Linked DNA regions of Mus musculus: all the other regions are linked to region 4. A link is a contact called in public ChIA-PET and promoter capture Hi-C data. All regions are on one chromosome and are shown on one strand. Each heading gives the region's core, a stretch centred on a gene start, on an enhancer-like site or on the middle of the called end of the contact. The rest is flanking DNA. Distances are from core to core; before and after follow the strand shown. Region 1 overlaps Cfdp1 (craniofacial development protein 1). Region 2 holds the start of Ddx19b (DEAD box helicase 19b). Region 3 holds the start of Fcsk (fucose kinase). Region 4 holds the start of Mlkl (mixed lineage kinase domain-like). Region 5 overlaps Cfdp1 (craniofacial development protein 1). Region 6 holds the start of Exosc6 (exosome component 6).

Region 1 (2,700 bases), core at 101-2,600, 460 kb before region 4:
GGCTTGAAAACCTCTAGCACACAGATACAGAGGAAGCATCCTAGCAGATGTTGCAGCATGCTGGAGAGTGGAACCTTCCTGCTGTGGGCTGGGACACCAAGGCTCGCGGTGCATCTGACAGCTCTAAGCTAGAATGTCTGTCAGTTAAAGGCCACGGGACTTGAGGTATAAAACAGACCATGGCAGCTGACTTTTTGTAGGGAAATGGACCTCGGCAAGGCCAAGAACCAAAGCAGAGAGGAAAGATTGAGACAAGTGATTCTTCTAGCCAGAGCTCTTCGCCGTGGGTCCCTGGTGCCTTTTTATTTACTGCTTGAGAAAAACATAAACCAAGCATGGGGAGAGAATCTTAGCCATGAGGGTAAGGAAAAGCGGGCCGAGGAAAAGAACTTGCATTCTCCAGAAATGCTGAGTCCAAAGCCAGGAAAAGTATAGGATTGTTGGTCAGTTTCCCACAGCCACCCCGTCCCCCGTTTCCTGCCCAAACGGCTATGGATATAAAGTTGAGAGAAAGCTTCCTGTCTGTGACTGTCAGCACCATGCTGAGTTCTCTGTGTCCTGTCCAGCATGGAGAGCTTTGTCTAGGAGTTGTGTTCTGGAGTCCTCTGTCTATCTGCCAATCTCTTACTCCAGAGAGAAGCACCGGGTTTTCTCTCAACAGCATGGTGATTATGCAATCCTGAATGGCGTTCTCAGGTTAGATGTTGAGATTCAACAGTATAAAACAGAGCATTTCTGAACGATATAGAAAAACCAGTTGGGTTTCCTTAATAGCCTTGAATCTCACTTTGGAGTAGGAATAGGAGGGTCAAGAATGATAAAGAGGCCGGGCATTGGTGGCGCACGCCTTTAGTCCCAGCACTCGGGAGGCAGAGGCAGGCAGATTTCTGAGTTCGAGGCCAGCCTGGTCTACAAAGTGAGTTCCAGGACAGCCAGGGCTATACAGAGAAACCCTGTCTCAAAAAAACAAAAAAAAAAGAAAGAAAGAAAAAAAGAATGGCAAAGAGAAGAGTGGCTGACGCTGTGCTGTACAGGAGACTAGGATGCAGTTACTGCAACACTTACTAATTACAGCTGTCAGCATGTACACACAATTCATTAAAAGCTGGTGAAGTAAACACAGCCTTGTCAGAACATAATTAACTGCAAAGAGGAGCATTAGAAAGTGCCCTGGGGTAGAAGCCCTGTGCTTGCCCATGATGTCTTGTGGCCAAATGTAACACCAGCCTAAGAAAAGAATAGTCATCGTGAAAGTATTTTCTTTCCTTCCCAGTCAGGAAGCAGGCTCACAATGGAGACCAGAGCCGTCCTGTGCATTTTGAGATGTACAGGAAACAACTCGCATTACCAGCGGAGCTTTTCCTGCTGCTGAATGAACCCTGAGGCCACAGTGACCTGTCTGCTTAATGAGTTCATGAAGAATCTGGTCCTTGCACTGACCCTGTCCTTAAAAGCTTTCTGTAAAGCTGGAACAACGTTCCTTTAATGTACGAGTTAACTCTTACTGAGCAAATGAGATCCAAAAGTGAGAAAAGAATCCATGGGCAGAGAGGTGAAGCCTGCTGAGGAGCCTCTAAGTCTTGGGTTTTCTATTTGAATTTTGATTCCATTTGCAGGGAAATTTTTCATTCCACTTTTTCTCTTTTTGCAGGACCATAATAAAACGGACTTGTTCTTTTTACTGTGCAGTGTGTGTGGTGATCAGACCTAAATGTTGGAGAATTCTGAGGCTAGCATCTACCACTGAGCCTTTTCCCAGTCCAAACTGCCTTCTATTTTATATGGTGCTTTTATCCCATGGCAGTGATTTTTTTTTTTAATTATTCTTTAAGCGTGTCTTACAGTGTGTTTTTATTATATTCACCCCTGTCCCAACTTCCCAAATCTACCCCTCCTTACAGACCCATCCAACTTCCAACTTTAAAAACAAAAAACAGACCTAGCATCAAGACCAATTTGTGCTGCCCAAATACTATTGGATGTGTGGTCATCCACTGGAGAAAACTCCTTCTCTCCCTGCGGCTAACACATGCCAACACAGCTAGGTGTGGGATTCTGTGCTCAGCTCCCCTCTCCGTGCTGGTATCTGGTCTGGTTTGAGCTTGCACAGGGCTTTTGTATGCTGTCACAACTACTGTCAGGTCATATGTGCAGCTGCCCACTGTGGATGGAGAGGCCTGCTCTTGAGAGTCATCTACTGCCTCTAGCTCCTAGACCCTCTCTTCCTCGCTCCCTCGACGGTCAGAGCCTTCGGGGAGGGGAGTGTGGTACTTGTTCCACTGACGGATGAGCATTTGTCCCTCTCTTGTTCTCTGCCCTTTGGCCAGTCCCCACCCACTGCAGGTAGAAGTTTCTCAGATGAGGGTTAGGAGGTGCACTGATCTGGCAGTACTCCTGTTGAAGGATTTCCCTCTCCCACCATTCAGTCAGCAAACTTTCCAGTAGAGCAATAGAAGTGGTTTGTGTTTTATGTAACTATTTGAGTACAGTAGAGGAGGAAAAGAAAGCAATTTTTTTTTTTTTTGTGGTTTTTTGAGACAGGGTTTCTCTATAGCCCTGGCTGTCCTGGAACTCACTTTGTAGATCAGGCTGGCCTCGAACTCAGAAATCCCCCTGCCTCTGCCTCCCCCGAGTGCTGGGATTAAAGGCGTGCGCCACCACACCTGGCTAGTATTATTTAACTAGGTAACTTTCCCGTCC
Region 2 (2,704 bases), core at 106-2,605, 310 kb after region 4:
TTAGCTGCTTTTCCTTGGGGTTTCTTCTAACTTGAAATATGATCATGGCCTCCTAGCTGGCTCCTGCCTCCACCCCACCCTTACCTATCCAACATTTCTTGAGGTTAATTTATTATCATGGGGTATTAGTAAAATGTTTTTATAGTTCCAGGAAGATGCTCAGTTTCTTTCTATGGAATACACAGGATAAAGACCTATTTAATCCTGGTTAGGGGGAAGCAGGTAGTTCCTTCTGCCTTTATTTTACTATTCTAAAACTAGAGCTATTTCCTTTTTAAAATTTCCAAAATTAGGCAGGGCGTGGTGGCACACACCTTTAATCCCAGCACTTGGGAGGCAGAGGCAGGTGGATTTCTGAGTTCGAGGCCAGTCTGGTCTACAAAGTGAGTTCCAGGACAGCCAAGGCTATACAGAGAAACCCTGTCTCAAAAAACCAAAAAAAAAAAAGTTCGGAAAAAAAATTCCCAAAATGAAGGCTGTGAAGGCTGGAGAGATGGAGCAGAGATTAAGAGCATTTGTTGCTCTTGCATAGTACCTGGGTTCCATTCCAGGTAGCCACATTGTAACCATCTGTAACTCCACTTCCAGGGTATCCAACACTTTCTTCTGACTAGGTACCAAGCACACATGTGGTGCACATAGACATGCAAGCAAAGCACTCATACACATAAAATTAAATGACTAAATCTTTAAAGTATTCATCCAAAAGTAATTAAATAAAATGCCAACGACACAACCTTTACATAGGAGAGGAGAGATGGCCATCTGAAGAAAGCATAGATAACGCCAGAGGTCATGTATTTTGTTATTAAACTGCTTTTACCATTTCCTTCAGGAACTGAATTGATTTGATTGAGCAAACCGCTTGCTCTTTCTGGTCTCTGATACTCTACCAAGAATTTTCCTTGGCATCTTCCTTTGGTGTTCAAAACTCAATTTGGGGCATATCATTGAGCACCTGTTTGTTTCACGGGACTGATTGTCAATGCTTAGACATCTTATTAAATTGAAAAGAACAGATACTATTTTGACCTTAGCTAAGAGTCTGGTAAGGCACGTTTACACAGAGGCATTTTAAATATCCTGAAAAGGTAAAACACTTGCTTATGTATTCTGGCTGTAATAGTTATACCAGGGCCATCTATGCCACCATGCTGATTGAAAATGTGACTTTCCGCCTTCGGTCCAAGAGCATTTAATGCTGGCTACCTCAGTTGGGTTGTAGGACGATCTGCAGCGAAGGGTGATGGGTGGGAACCCGAAGAGGACAGTAGTGGCGCTGGATCCCCGGACCTTAGGGGCGCGGAGCTGACGCTGACTCTGACGACACCGTGGCGCGCCGTTTCCGGTCTGAGCTTTAGTGAATGATTTCCCTCGGGGCGGTGCTGGACTTCTCTGCCACCCACCTGAGTCCGCGGTCGCACCGCCCAAGCGGGCAAGCCTGCCAGCGCTGCCCCGGCACCGCGGGCCATGGCTACGGATTCTTGGGCCCTAGCAGTAGACGAACAGGAAGCCGCAGCTGAGTCTGTGAGTTGTCACCAACCGCTGGAGGACCAGGGGCCAGTGCCAGTCAGGATATCTGCCCCTTAGAAGGACAGATCTTAGGTTGCTTGGAACTGGGTGGAGGACCCTGGCGGCATGGGCCCCGAAACCAGAGCTGGCTTTGATTACCCAAGCCCTTCCACCTTGTGTAAACTCAAGTTGGATGCTTGGTTGCCCATAGTGCTCAGCCACCTGCCTGTCTTCCTGGAATCAGGGCTGATATTCGATTGCACTCACAAACTCGGATGGTAATCTGTAGCTTGGGCTTTGAGTTTCCTGGGCTCAGGGAGGTTGTCTTACTCATATTTATTTGTATGACTCCTCCAACTTGGTTACCTCTAGCTTGGTTATTGGTAGTGAATGACTGGTGGGGCCTATCAGTAAATCTTTTGGTTGGCTTAACTGGTTTTCTGAACCTGATACATAGTAGCAAGATTAGAGTTAAATATGGAATTATATATGTCTTGAATTTTCCAAGAATTAGGACCTTGTTCTTTTTTTTTTTTTTAACTTTGAAAAAATAAAGGTTTGAACCTGTCACTGTGATGTGGCACCTCTCATCCTATCTCTTTTTTTTTTAATATTTATTTATTTATTATATGTAAGTACACTGTAGCTGTCTTCAGACACACCAGAAGAGGGAGTCAGATCTTGTTACGGATGGTTGTGAGCCACCATGTGGTTGCTGGGATTTGAACTCTGGACCTTCGGAAGAGCAGTCAGGTGCTCTTACCCACTGAGCCATCTCACCAGCCCTCATCCTATCTCTTGGAGACTTAAGACAGGAGGGCTGACTCAAGTAAGAGGCCAACCTGGGCTGCATAGTGATCTTGCTGGAAAAAAAATATATGTATATATATATATATGTATATATATATACACACACACATATACATACACACACACATATATATCAAATACAATAAAGAATTAACTATCCATTTTGGCTCAAAGCCTTTATTATATATAGGGTTTTAAAAAAAGATTTATTTTATGTATATAAGTACACTGTGGCTGTACAGATGGTTGTGAGCCTTCATGTGGTTGTTGGGAATTGTTGGCCCCGCTCATTCAGGCCCAAAGATTTATTTTTTATTATACATAAGTACCGCTGTAGCTGTCTTTAGAAGCACCAGAAGAGGGTGTCAGATCTCATTACAGG
Region 3 (2,772 bases), core at 51-2,550, 440 kb after region 4:
CTCTGGAGACTGAAGTAGGAGGAGTTTGAATGAGGGCCAGCCTGGGCTACATAGGAAGATCCTATCTAAAAAAAATAAAAAATAAAACAAAACAAAACAACCAAAAAACAGGTGGAGAGATGGATCAGCAGGTGGCTGCTCTTCTAGAGGACTTGGGTTTGATTCCCAGCACCCACATGGTGGTCACAATGGTCTTTAATTCTAACTTCTGGGAATCCAATACCTGCTGGCAACCTCTTCTGGAATGCACGAGGTGCAGACACACATGCAGGCAAAACACTCAGGCACATAAAATGATGGCATTGACGGTAATAATAAAAGCAAAGTCATTTTCATAATTATTCATTTTTATTTTCATATGCATTGGTGTTTTGCCTGCATTGGTGGTTTATGTCTGTGTGAGGATGTTGTGATCTGCCTGGTCCTCTGGAAGTGCAGTGAGTGCTCTTAACTAGTGGAGCTATCTCTCCAGTCCCTAAAATAATAACTTTTTAAAAATCCTTCTTAAGCGGGCTGTGGTGGCACATGCTTTTAATTCCAGCACTTGGGAGGCAGAGGCAGGTGGATTTCTGAGTTCGAGGCCAGCCTGGTCTACAGCATGAGTTCCAGGACAGCCAGGGCTATACAGAGAAACCTTGTCTCGAAAAACCAAACAGAAAACAAAAAACAGAAAAAAACAAACAAACCCCAAAACCCCCATCCTTTTTAAAAGGTCAAAATAAAGGGATTGGAGAGATGGCTCAGCAGTTAAGTTCTTCCAGAGGTTCTGAGTTCAATGCCCAGCCACCACGGGATGGCTCACAACCATCTGTTATGGGATTCGATGCCCTCTTCTGGTGTGCATGAAGACAGCTACAGTGTACTCATATTCAATCAATCAATCAATCAATCATTCAATTAATCAATAGTTAAGAAAGACTTAGCTTTAATAAAAAGTATTTTAAAAGGTCAAAATTACAGCCAGGCGATGGTTGCACACACACTCAATAGGCAGAGGAAGGCAAATGAGTTCCTGGACAGTGAGGGCTACAAAGAGAAACCCTGTCAAAACAAAACAAAACAAAACAATCAAAATATACTTTTACCTTGTACCCGAGTCACAACAAACAAACAAACAAACAAACAAACAAACAAACAAACAAAGAAACAGTTGGCCAGTGTCTTTAAGACACCTGTTCTCTCTGGAAATTTGTATATTTAGCACTCCTTGTAAGTTTGAGAACTTTGTCCTTTCAGTAAGGCGGGGCTGCGAGTAGGTTCTGAGGACTCTGGCGGGAGGCCGAATGAACTCCATTTCCCAGGGTGCGCCGCGCTGCATGCGCAGCCGCGTTAAAGAGCCGGCTCTGCGAGCGCTGGGCGGACGCAGGTATGTGGGTCCGCGGGGTCTTCAGTTCCACTGTAGTTTGGGGCGCCTTCCTGCGGGTTTCCCAGATCTCTGCCGTCGCCCCCAGCGCTAGTTAGCTGCAGGGGACCTCTGTAGTGCAGTCTTCTCTTGATCTGGGTTTTCAGAGGGAACCCCCACGACTTGCGGACACCTGGCACACCGAGCGACATTCCCTTGAGCCAGGGAGCTCTAGATGCCAGCGCTGCTCTGATTTTGATTTGAGTCGTTTTCCTGCCTCAGTTTACCCCACTGGGTACACATTGTATGAACGTATTGTTTACTATCTGGTTTTACTTCCAGCCAACTTCTTTCTGCCTCTTGTTCTTCAAAAAGCTGCAAATTAGAGTCTCCTGGGCCTGCCTCTCTCTCTCTCTCTCTCTCTCTCTCTCTCTCTCTCTCTCTCTCCCTCTCTCTCTCTCTCTCTCTCTCTCTCACTCACTCACACACACACATACATTCAACTTTTAAAGTTTTTAAAATGCTGAAATGTGCGTAGTCCCTACCTATACCATCTTTGTTCAATGAGCAGATTATGAGCTGGCATAGTGGCCCAGGCCTGTAAACCTAGTATTGGGAAGTGGAGGCAAGAAGATGGAAAGTTTGAGGCCAACTAAGGCTGCATAATATGAGCCTGTCTTAAAAATATGTACTTGGAGTGTGCGTGCGTGTATGCATAAGGGGCCTTATTTTATCATCCCTGGGTATGCTCACTCTCCTGCAATTTTCCTGAGGTTTCCTAGCACTGGAAAGCAAACAGAACTAAAAAAAAAATCAACCAACCAAAAATCCTTGACTAGATGAATTGGTGTAAGCTTTTAGCCAGGTTTGCTTTGTAGGACTATGTCGTAACTAAAAAAGAAAAGAAAAAAAAAAAAAAAAGACATAAAAAGTTCCAGTCCTCAAAACTCCAACTTGGATTGAGCAAATGAAGCTCTGTGAAAATGGGCAGAGTGCTGCTATAATTTCTTCTCTGTATTCTAAGATCACTGTGCAAATGCCACGTGTGACAACCCAGGACCATTCCTCCCTGTGACTGAGAACATAGACACGGGGACACACCCAGCTATTTATGCTAGCTCTACCTGACCTTAGGCAGCCTGCTTATTCTTTAAGCCAGGCTTCCTTTATGCCTGTGGTGTGATAAGATCACCTATTAGGACTGGTGAATGGCTCCTGTGAGCTGTCACTACAATGCCGTTGGCTAGGTGCCTGAGAAACACTCCTTAAGTGTTAGTTACTCTCCTGGCTGATCTGACTGGGAAAACTCCATAGCCTTGCTTGACTTCTTGAGACTTTTCCAGATCTTCCCCTACCCTCACCCAGCAACCCCATATTATTCAGAGTTGTCTAAATTTGCTTTTCTATCGCTGTGATAAAACTACCAAAAG
Region 4 (2,700 bases), core at 138-2,637:
CCACAGAAAAGAAGTGTGGTGGTGCACTTCTGTTATCCCAGGATGAAGGAGGGGAGGCTGGAGGACCAACAGTCTAAGAACACTCTTGGCTACACAGTGAATTCCATGCCAGCCTGGGCTACATGAGATCTTGTGGGGAATGTCTGTGGGGAGAAAGGGCAAAAAAAAAAAAAAAAGAGAGAGAGAGAAAATGGAGCAGGTGCAATGGCTCAGTGGTTAAGAGCACTGACTGCTCTTCCACAGGTTATGAGTTCAAGTCCCAGCAACCACATGGTGGCTCACAACCATCTGTAATGGGTTCTGATGCCCTCTTCTGGTATGTCTGAAGACAATGACAGTGTACTCACATAATATAAAATAAATAAATCTTTAATAAAGAAAAGAAGTGAGAAAACAGGTAAACTAAGCCCCCCAGACATCCCTGAACTATGTTGCCTCAAAGTAAAATGTCTCCCCATACAATTTATTTCTATTCTTTCCCAGCTATATAGCATGAGTCAGCCAACGGCATTTTCTTCTTTCTTTCCTTCCTCTTTTTAAATTTTGTTTTAGTTTTATTTTTGAGATATATATCTCAACATATATCTGAGTGTGTGTGTGTGTGTGTGTGTGTGTGTGTGTGTGTGTAGAGCTTTAGCGCTCTTGGAACTGGATTTGTAAACTAGGTTGGCCTCGAACTCACAGAGATCCTGAGTGCTGGGACTCAAGGTCTGTGCCACCACCAACTAGCTAATGAAAGGTTATTTCTTATACTAGCTAACTGGGGGTATAACTGACAAATAATAAACTCATCTTGAAAAATAACAAAGTTTGGAGATGACCTTAGAAGGGGAAAAAAAGGAACTGACCCCTACTTGGGTAACTTCACACTCCCTTAAACTTCCTCCATTACTCTCCATCCCCTGCCCCAGGATTATTCAACACAAAGCAGCTAAAGGAACCGCCTCAGCACTTCTACGGGTTACCTCCATTTTTATGTATTTACCGGTGTGGTATGCATGCGTTTGCGTGCCAGGGCCAGTGCACACGTTGAAGTCAGAGGACAAGGCCTTTTGCCTCGAGAGAGGAAAATGACTCAGGACATCCGCCTCACTTTCGTTTTCTTTTTCTTTTTCTTTCTTTTTTTTTTTTTTTAATTATGCTGAAGTTCCAGGCTATCCCTTACACTGGCTATCAGGGCTCTCTGCAACCTTATTTTCTCAACCCCCAAATTCAAGACCTCAAACAGAGAACCTGGGAAGAGTAACTATTTAATGGATTTGGGGAAAGAATCAGCCAACTAGGGGCTTCAACTGGGAGCTGTCCAGAGAGCGGGTGTGGGAAGCTGGCATATCTCCAGTAGGAGTAGAAAGCCGGGGGAAGGCGTGTCAAACTGGCCGCGGCTTCCGGAGCAGAACTCTGGACAGAAATAGCTGTCGGACAGGTTGGTTTTGAGGACTCTGCTGGAGCATTGCTGCGTTGGCCCAAATTTGACTTTAGGCGGGAACCGCGGCTGGTGCGGAGTTCCTCCGAGAGGCGAGAGCTTTAAGGTTGCACCAAGGGAGGGGACTCAGGACACCGGGGACCTGCTCCGACCTGGCGTGCATTGTCAACGAGGCAGAAGACCGCGGTCCGGGAGCGGCGGGAGACTGATGATCCTACAGGAACTGAGCGCAGGATAGACCGGACGAGCGCCCCTCGGAGATCACGTAGAATCCAGTGAGCTGTAGCGCGGCAGGAGGAAGCAGGAGAATCCCAGAATCACAGATTGGACTTCCTGGAACTTAGGGTGAGTTGGTTTCGATTCCCTAACTAAATTGGGCTGTTATTCTGCTGAGATCTCTGCTGACCTTTTTTTGCCCAAGGAGGATGGAGATCGAGGAATGGCATTCGAGGAAAGGCAAAAGGTGGGGACTGGGGACCCGCCCCGAGGTGCCCAAGTCGTAGAGTAGATGGGTAGTCAGTAGGACAATTAATTTCCAGCACAGACGATTACGGGGGTTTGGGGTAGGGGTGGGGGAAGCGGGGACTCAGGACAGGGTTTCTCTGGGTGGCTCAGGCTGCACTGGAACTTGGAACTTGTTCCGTAGACCAGGCCGGACATGATCTCAGAGATCTGCCTGCCTCTTGATTGCCAAGTGCTGAGACTAAGGGCATGTATGCTCCACCATTACTCAGCGGGATTCCAGTTCTTAACTATGAACGCCCTCTTCCTTTTCTGGGGCCCATTTCACGAATAATCTAACGTAAAGTTTTTTTTTTAAAGGGCATCTGATTTTTTTTAGACTATTTATTTATTTGTTTATCGAAACAGGATCTCACTGTGTAGCTCTGGCTGGCCTGGAACTCACTGTATAGTCCAGGCTGGGGGGGGGGGGGAGGATATGAGTAATTAATATATTTAGTAGTGCTTCCAGATTTTTCTCCTTTGCTCTCAGACATCCAAGAAAGAGCCTTGACGACTTGGGCTCACCATCTGGGAATGGCTGGGCCCCGAGATCCATTGATTTTTCTCTAAGAGCGTCCTGACAGGCTAGAGAGATGGCTCAGCCATTAAAGAGTACTCTGACATTAATGCCTGTGCCTCCTGCCCAGGAATCCTGGGGACAAGGAAAACTAATTACTCACATGCTTGATTTCAGTTTGGCTGCTTTTTCACTTTTTTTTTTTTTTTTTTGGTAAGATTTAGATTTATTTAATTTGTTTTATGTGAGTACACTG
Region 5 (2,700 bases), core at 12-2,511, 440 kb before region 4:
TGCTGCACATAGAGAACCAGGATGATGCATACAGTGCATTTGGCCTAATTTAGAATTATCTTAAGCACAATAAAATTGCTCATAGAAAACTCAAACAGCTTCTCATCTTGGAGATACTCAAGTCCTGCGGTCTCACTTTGTCCTGAGTCTGTATTTTCTGCTGGTTTGACCTTTGTTGTATTTTTTTGTTTAGCCTCCCTGAACTTTGCTTATTTATCCAGCTCAACACAAGGACAGTGATACCTGCCTAGCCATTCAGAATTGATTTTAATAGTAAACGAGCCCAGTGTATCCTAATACACTGGATGTGACCTAGACAGGGACGCTAACATCCTCTGGACCAGTGTCACTAGAATGAGAATGTACCACTCCCACGTCTTATGTCTGGTGTGGGCACTGACCTGTTGGCCTAGGACACAAGTAGCCCACGGTCCATGGTTTCGTGATGGGTTAGAATGATACCAGGTCAGCTCAGAAACATTCCACACTGACCTGAGCAGGCCACCATAGCTACAGCAGGCCAAACTCAAGGCGGATGCACAGAGGCTGAGAAAGCTCTGTGAGAGTCAGAATGGCGTTGCTAGCCTATCTCTGTGAAGCAGAAAGGAACCTCTGGTTTCTTCCAGCGGAGAACTCATTTACTTTCATAAAGCCAAAAGCAGGCTGGCAAGACGACTTGGTGGGCAAAGGCCTTTGGCACCCAACAACAGAAGCCTATAAGTCTGGTGATGCTGCCAGAGAGAGAGAGAGAGAGAAAAGGTAACAAAGTTGTCCCATGGTCTGCACATTCCTGCCCCCAGCCCACAAAAGATAGGGGTTTTGTTTGTATGTTTGTGTGTTTGTATGTTTGTTTAACCCATGTTCTTTCTATGGCTTCTTCTCCTCATGTCACCTTCTTACAAACTCTAGCCGCCTTCTCTTTCCCTTATCTCGTTCGTGTAACATTGACTGGAAACATTTGACCTGCCAAGACTTGACTTTGGCATTTGGAGTTTCTCGCACAGCCCATGGTAGATAGCATCACCAGCACGCAGAGCCCAGGCTGTACAGTCTATGCTTTCGGGATGCTCTCCGCCTCCTGGGAAAAACCAGGCCCCAGCTTACAGGAGTTGAAAGGCAGTTGCCTTTAAAAGTCACAGTGCTGTGACTCCTTGCTCATCTGTACTGGAAACTGTTTCTTACTCTGTGGAAGAGTCCCCTGGGGCTTCAAAGCACAAACGAGGACAGTGATTCACAGTGGCCGGCAGTTAACTGCACCTTGACCCTATGCCGGATGCTGTGTTGGCTGTTTGCATGGACAGTTCCTCGCCATCCATGAGTAAGCATTCAGTGTAGGTTGAGAAATCAAGGCACATGCACTTGAACAGCTAGCCTTGAGTCATTGGGGCAGAGCTGGAATTCGAGCTTGTGCCTGTGTGTGATTTCAGAGCCTTACCTGAAGCCCTCCATTTTCCTCCCTCCCTGCAAGCAGGGACCTGCCACCCAGTACAAGGGGGTCTGAAGGGGTGAGGGCTCCTGTCAGCGGTGCAGCTAAGCAGGCATGGATGTTAGGCAGGAAAGGCGTATTAGGATAATGCCCTGTCTATAGTTGCTACACAGCAAAGAACATACCCTAGGTATAAGCATGGTTTCTGTTGAGACAAATGGCTTCAACCTGGGACCCTCATGTACACATCAACAACAGCACACACGGCCAGTGCAGAAACCAGAGTTCTCATAGTCCCTTTTCTTCCACAGGATAAAAAGAGCAAGTGGTATGAGCAGCCTCTTAGGGAAAATTGGAGCCAAAAAACAGAAGATGAGCACCCTTGAGAAATCCAAACTGGACTGGGAGAGCTTCAAGGAAGAAGAGGGGATTGGTGAAGAACTGGCCATCCATAACCGAGGGAAAGAAGGGTAAGAAGGGGGTCTGTCCTCCGCAGCCTCAGAGCTCTGCAGCGGCTTGTTTCAAACTGTTTAAGCAAATAGGGCTTCCCGTGCTTCAGTTACTGGTGAAGCTCTGCTCTAAGCGGAGGCAGATCCCATCCCTGAGCAGCAGTGTTCCCAGGACGGTTAGTGAATTACAGCTTCAGTGAACTGTAAGTTGCCTGGTTTATTCACAAGACGGGGTCTGGCTCACCGTGATTGGCTTGTTCTAATCTGAATCACTTGGCCGTCAGATAATGTGGTCTAGTTCAAGTGCCAGGACACTGTCACATTATCATGAATGGTGTGGTGCTAGTTTGTTCCATTGTGTTACTGTAGTCCTGTGCGTGGTAGGACTGTTTGCTGCATGCAGCCTGTATGACACATAAGAGGCCATTGCTATACCATTTCCCATCCACTCCAGAATACAGAGGATATTCCATAAGCCAAAAATGATCATTCCTGTTAGTGTTTATTTTGTTTTGTTTTCCCTGTGGGGTTTTTGAGAAAGGATCTCACTCTATAACCTAGTCTAGCCTCACAATCATGGCAATGCTCCTGTCTCAGTCCTCCAAGTACTGGGATCACAGACAAGAGCCACCACATCCAGCTCTCATGCATGGGGCATTCTGTTTGTTTTTTGTTTGCTTTGTTTTGTTTGTTTTTGTTTGCTTTGTTTTGTTTGCTTTGTTTGGGATGAATAGAAGAAAATGGAGCTCATTATGTGCTTAGGGAGTGCAAAAGAAACATAAGCCCGTGGCTTCAAGGCAGCATTTCTCACCCCTGATGTGTGTG
Region 6 (2,700 bases), core at 68-2,567, 280 kb after region 4:
GAACAGCATTGTTTCTAACTCTAGTATCAAGAAAAAACACAACAGATGTATTTCCAGTCATAAAATAGTTTTTATGTTTTACTCTGAGTAGTGAGAAGGCAAAGTCCCCTGGTCCATCCTCTCAAAAGAATCAGTTTATTATGTATTGGAGCCAATGGCTGGCCTGCACTGGGTCCATCTCCTACAAGACCATAGCCCCTTATCTCATTTACTAGGTAAATCCAGCCCAAGTCCTTTCCAACTTGGGAGTATGGCTGCTTTCAAATCTCTCCAACTGGATCGTGTTTCCAACGGCCTTTTAAACCTTTCCAACAGAGCTGTCCAGTGCTTTGGTTCTGTGCGCCCAACTGCCCCACTCTTCGTTTCTCAGCTCTGCGGAGTCAGGCGACCATCAGCGCTTGGTCCTTTAGGGAGAGAAGGGCGATAGCAGTCCTCGAATCCTCGTCGCTCCGGTTTTTTCCAATCAGGGTGGGGCGGCGGCACCCCTCCGGCGGGCAGCCCGCACCAAACACTGCTGCAGCACTGGGTAGAGGCGCTGGCAGCCCTCCAGGCCCAGGCGCACAGCATCGGTCCAACTCTCAGTCTGCCCGCCTTCCCCACTGCCCAGTAACCCGGCCACCTGATTGAGCACAGGCATGAGGGCCACCGTGAGACCGGCCGCGGAGTGCTCCTCCTCCAGCCGCGTGGGGTCCAGCAGCCAGGTCGGGGAGGGTCCCGGGGTGAGGCTCAGGCCGCAGCCCACCACCAGATCGTACATCTCCACTCCCGCGTCGGCCAGGGCGAGCGCGGCCGCGGTGAGCGCCGCGGCCAGCGCACAGCCGCCGTCCTCCAGCAGCAGCGCCGACACCTCGAGCTGAGCACGCGGGTAGCGCCCCAGGCGCACGGCGGGCTCCAGAGCCTCCTGTAGCGCCAGTCCCAGCTCGCGATCCTCCCCGCCGCCGCCCTGGGGCGCGCGACGCCGGCGACCGGAGAAGGGAGCGCGGCGGAAATCGCAGAGCAGGCGACCCCGGAGGGCAGCGGGAGCTTCCCCGCCCGCTCCCGCAGGGCCGCTGCCGCGCTCGCCGCCCTCGGCCTGCCGCGGACCGGACACGGCGCACAGCACCTTGGTCCCGCCCGCCTCCAGGTAGGCGGAGCCCTTGGCCTGGCTCAGCAGCCCGGCGCGCGCGTACACCGGGCGGAGCCGCGTCGGGTCGCGAGCAGCGGGCGTCTCGTCGTCTTCGGCCGCGTACAGCTGCGGCGGCTGAGACTCCTCCGGCCCGCGGATGCGGCGATGGTCTCCCGGCATGGCGGCTACCGGCGTGCGAGCTACTTCCGCCTGCTGGGCTGCCCTTGCGCACCCGGCTCTTCCGCTCGCTTAAAGATGCGCGCCCGCGCAGAGCCTATCGGGAGAGCGGTAGGTGTGCGCGCTGCCACCTAGCGGAGTGGAGGAAGAACGGCGAGGTATAGCTGGACTCCTATGCTGGTACTTTAGCTAGTCCTAAGGAACGGATCTGTTGTTATTCCTAGAAGTTTGCATTCAGACTGTTTCACATAAGCTTGCCCAAGGTGAGAGGTTTTTGTTTACTCGTGCAATTAGTCCTCTGGCTGCTTCAACACTTGTTTAATAAATGGACGGTATCTCTCTTTGTACAACTAGATATTTCTAACACTCTGAGGAACTGTCATAAGCAGACAGTATCTCTGCTTCCAGACCCTGCTGTTTGTAGATTCATACAAATTGCATTTTAGGGCTGGGCCAGGGTCTTGAACCTACTTTAGGTTAAAGCAGTAGGGGTGGGGCAGTTAGTAGGACACACCTACATGTTCATACTGCCTATATCAGTTGTCTGACCTCATATCAGCAGCCTCAAACAGGCATGTGGACAGGCATGGTGGAGGTTGTCCTAAGAGACTAAGAACAGTGGTTCTCCACTGGAAGCAACTCAGAATTATTTTCCTCCACCCTTCTATTGAATTTCCTGAACTTTCAGGAGTCTGGGAGTCTATTCGGTGATACCATCAACCAGAAACAGGCTGGAACCGTAACAGATATACAGGAGCCAGGGCTCACCTCAGGACAAGAAGCAGAGCGCATGACATCACCAAGTATTGCACATGGTCCTTTTTATTTTCTGCAGAGAAAAGGCTTCCTTCCTCTGCAGACCTAAAGCCTCAGGCTGGCAGAGTGACCTCATCTAGATGTGATCATGACGTTAAAAAGCATTCCTGGGTAGTGATTTTAGACAGATGGTGCTGACATGAATGGGCTCAGAGCAGTAATGGAGGGGGGCAATGAATCACAGGACAGCTCCAGGCGTGTTCCCATTACCGCTGGATCAGGACGGACAGGGCTGCTGAGAGGTCCCATGACTCCAATGTCTTCGTGGCGGGAGGAGAGCTCCTGGCTGAATTCCCGCCTTCGGACATGTCTGGTTGATGGCGAGTTGCTTTCCCGAGAGGGCTTCCCTCCCATCAGTTCTTCACATCTCCCAGACGGAGCTGGGCAAAGGAGGTAGCCAGCTGCAGTGCTTCCTGAAGGCAGCCCACGTTCTTGCCTGTGGCCTGGGCGGACATGTCCTTGCCACCGCCTTTACCATCCATCAGGCCTGAAACCTGCTGGACCCACTCGCTGGCTTTCAGTCCCCGGTTGGCTGCATTCTAGGAGATAGGAGGGGAAAATGGTAGTCAGAATGGGATTGAGGGGGGAATGGCAGGCGCCCC

What was found. Promoter capture Hi-C pulls out the DNA fragments that hold promoters and counts their contacts. ChIA-PET counts read pairs in DNA pulled down with a chosen protein or histone mark.
Region 1: a contact with region 4 is called in a promoter capture Hi-C map of liver, with 3 times the contacts expected there. The contact joins the enhancer-like site here to the promoter of Mlkl in region 4. A contact is called at or near these places in 15 of 39 promoter capture datasets (the 3T3-L1 cell line, the C10 cell line, the HPC-7 cell line and 9 more) and 2 of 484 Hi-C or Micro-C datasets (cerebellum and cerebral cortex).
Region 2: a contact with region 4 is called in an RNA polymerase II ChIA-PET map of effector CD8 T cells, with 12 read pairs. The contact joins the promoter of Ddx19b here to the promoter of Mlkl in region 4. A contact is called at or near these places in 2 of 39 promoter capture datasets (3T3-L1-derived adipocytes and liver), 1 of 115 datasets of contacts at active chromatin or transcription factors (effector CD8 T cells) and 3 of 9 other capture datasets (adipose tissue, liver and pancreatic islet).
Region 3: a contact with region 4 is called in a promoter capture Hi-C map of liver, with 2.3 times the contacts expected there. The contact joins the promoter of Fcsk here to the promoter of Mlkl in region 4. A contact is called at or near these places in 2 of 39 promoter capture datasets (both in liver) and 1 of 115 datasets of contacts at active chromatin or transcription factors (bone marrow-derived macrophages).
Region 5: a promoter capture Hi-C map of liver shows a contact between it and region 4, with 2.8 times the contacts expected there. The contact joins the enhancer-like site here to the promoter of Mlkl in region 4. A contact is called at or near these places in 6 of 39 promoter capture datasets (the 3T3-L1 cell line, the C10 cell line, hematopoietic stem and progenitor cells and 2 more), 1 of 15 datasets of contacts at CTCF or cohesin (large pre-B cells), 1 of 484 Hi-C or Micro-C datasets (embryonic fibroblasts), 3 of 115 datasets of contacts at active chromatin or transcription factors (the NIH/3T3 cell line, bone marrow-derived macrophages and large pre-B cells) and 1 of 9 other capture datasets (adipose tissue).
Region 6: a promoter capture Hi-C map of pre-B cells shows a contact between it and region 4, with 2.7 times the contacts expected there. The contact joins the promoter of Exosc6 here to the promoter of Mlkl in region 4. A contact is called at or near these places in 2 of 39 promoter capture datasets (liver and pre-B cells), 1 of 115 datasets of contacts at active chromatin or transcription factors (memory CD8 T cells) and 1 of 9 other capture datasets (pancreatic islet).

What each region holds. Positions count from the first base shown.
Region 1 is chr8:111,800,266-111,802,965 of GRCm38.p6, reverse strand. All of the region lies in intron 5 of Cfdp1 (craniofacial development protein 1), which reads left to right. Among named protein-coding and RNA genes, the nearest start is that of Gm39252, 47 kb to the right of the region's middle. Within about 2 kb of position 1,350, at least 33 of the 459 cell types and tissues checked have an H3K27ac peak or open chromatin away from gene starts, as enhancers often do. A contact at or near this core is called in liver, where this site is marked.
Region 2 is chr8:111,026,421-111,029,124 of GRCm38.p6, reverse strand. Ddx19b (DEAD box helicase 19b) reads left to right here and starts at 1,355. Exons shown (of 12, transcript NM_172284.5): 1 at 1,355-1,527. The coding sequence starts at 1,471. It also overlaps a transcript of Aars not described here.
Region 3 is chr8:110,901,016-110,903,787 of GRCm38.p6, reverse strand. It overlaps Fcsk (fucose kinase), which reads left to right and starts at 1,300. Exons shown (of 24, transcript NM_172283.3): 1 at 1,300-1,366.
Region 4 is chr8:111,336,892-111,339,591 of GRCm38.p6, reverse strand. It overlaps Mlkl (mixed lineage kinase domain-like), which reads left to right and starts at 1,387. Exons shown (of 11, transcript NM_029005.3): 1 at 1,387-1,768.
Region 5 is chr8:111,778,447-111,781,146 of GRCm38.p6, reverse strand. Cfdp1 (craniofacial development protein 1) reads left to right here. Exons shown (of 7, transcript NM_011801.2): 6 at 1,738-1,896. Among named protein-coding and RNA genes, the nearest start is that of Gm39252, 25 kb to the right of the region's middle. Within about 2 kb of position 1,261, at least 56 of the 459 cell types and tissues checked have an H3K27ac peak or open chromatin away from gene starts, as enhancers often do. A contact at or near this core is called in the NIH/3T3 cell line and liver, where this site is marked.
Region 6 is chr8:111,054,956-111,057,655 of GRCm38.p6, reverse strand. Exosc6 (exosome component 6) reads right to left here and starts at 1,317. Exons shown (of 1, transcript NM_028274.4): 1 at 1-1,317. The coding sequence starts at 1,285. The coding sequence ends at 464. Aars (alanyl-tRNA synthetase) reads right to left here. Exons shown (of 21, transcript NM_146217.4): 21 at 2,087-2,637. The coding sequence ends at 2,452.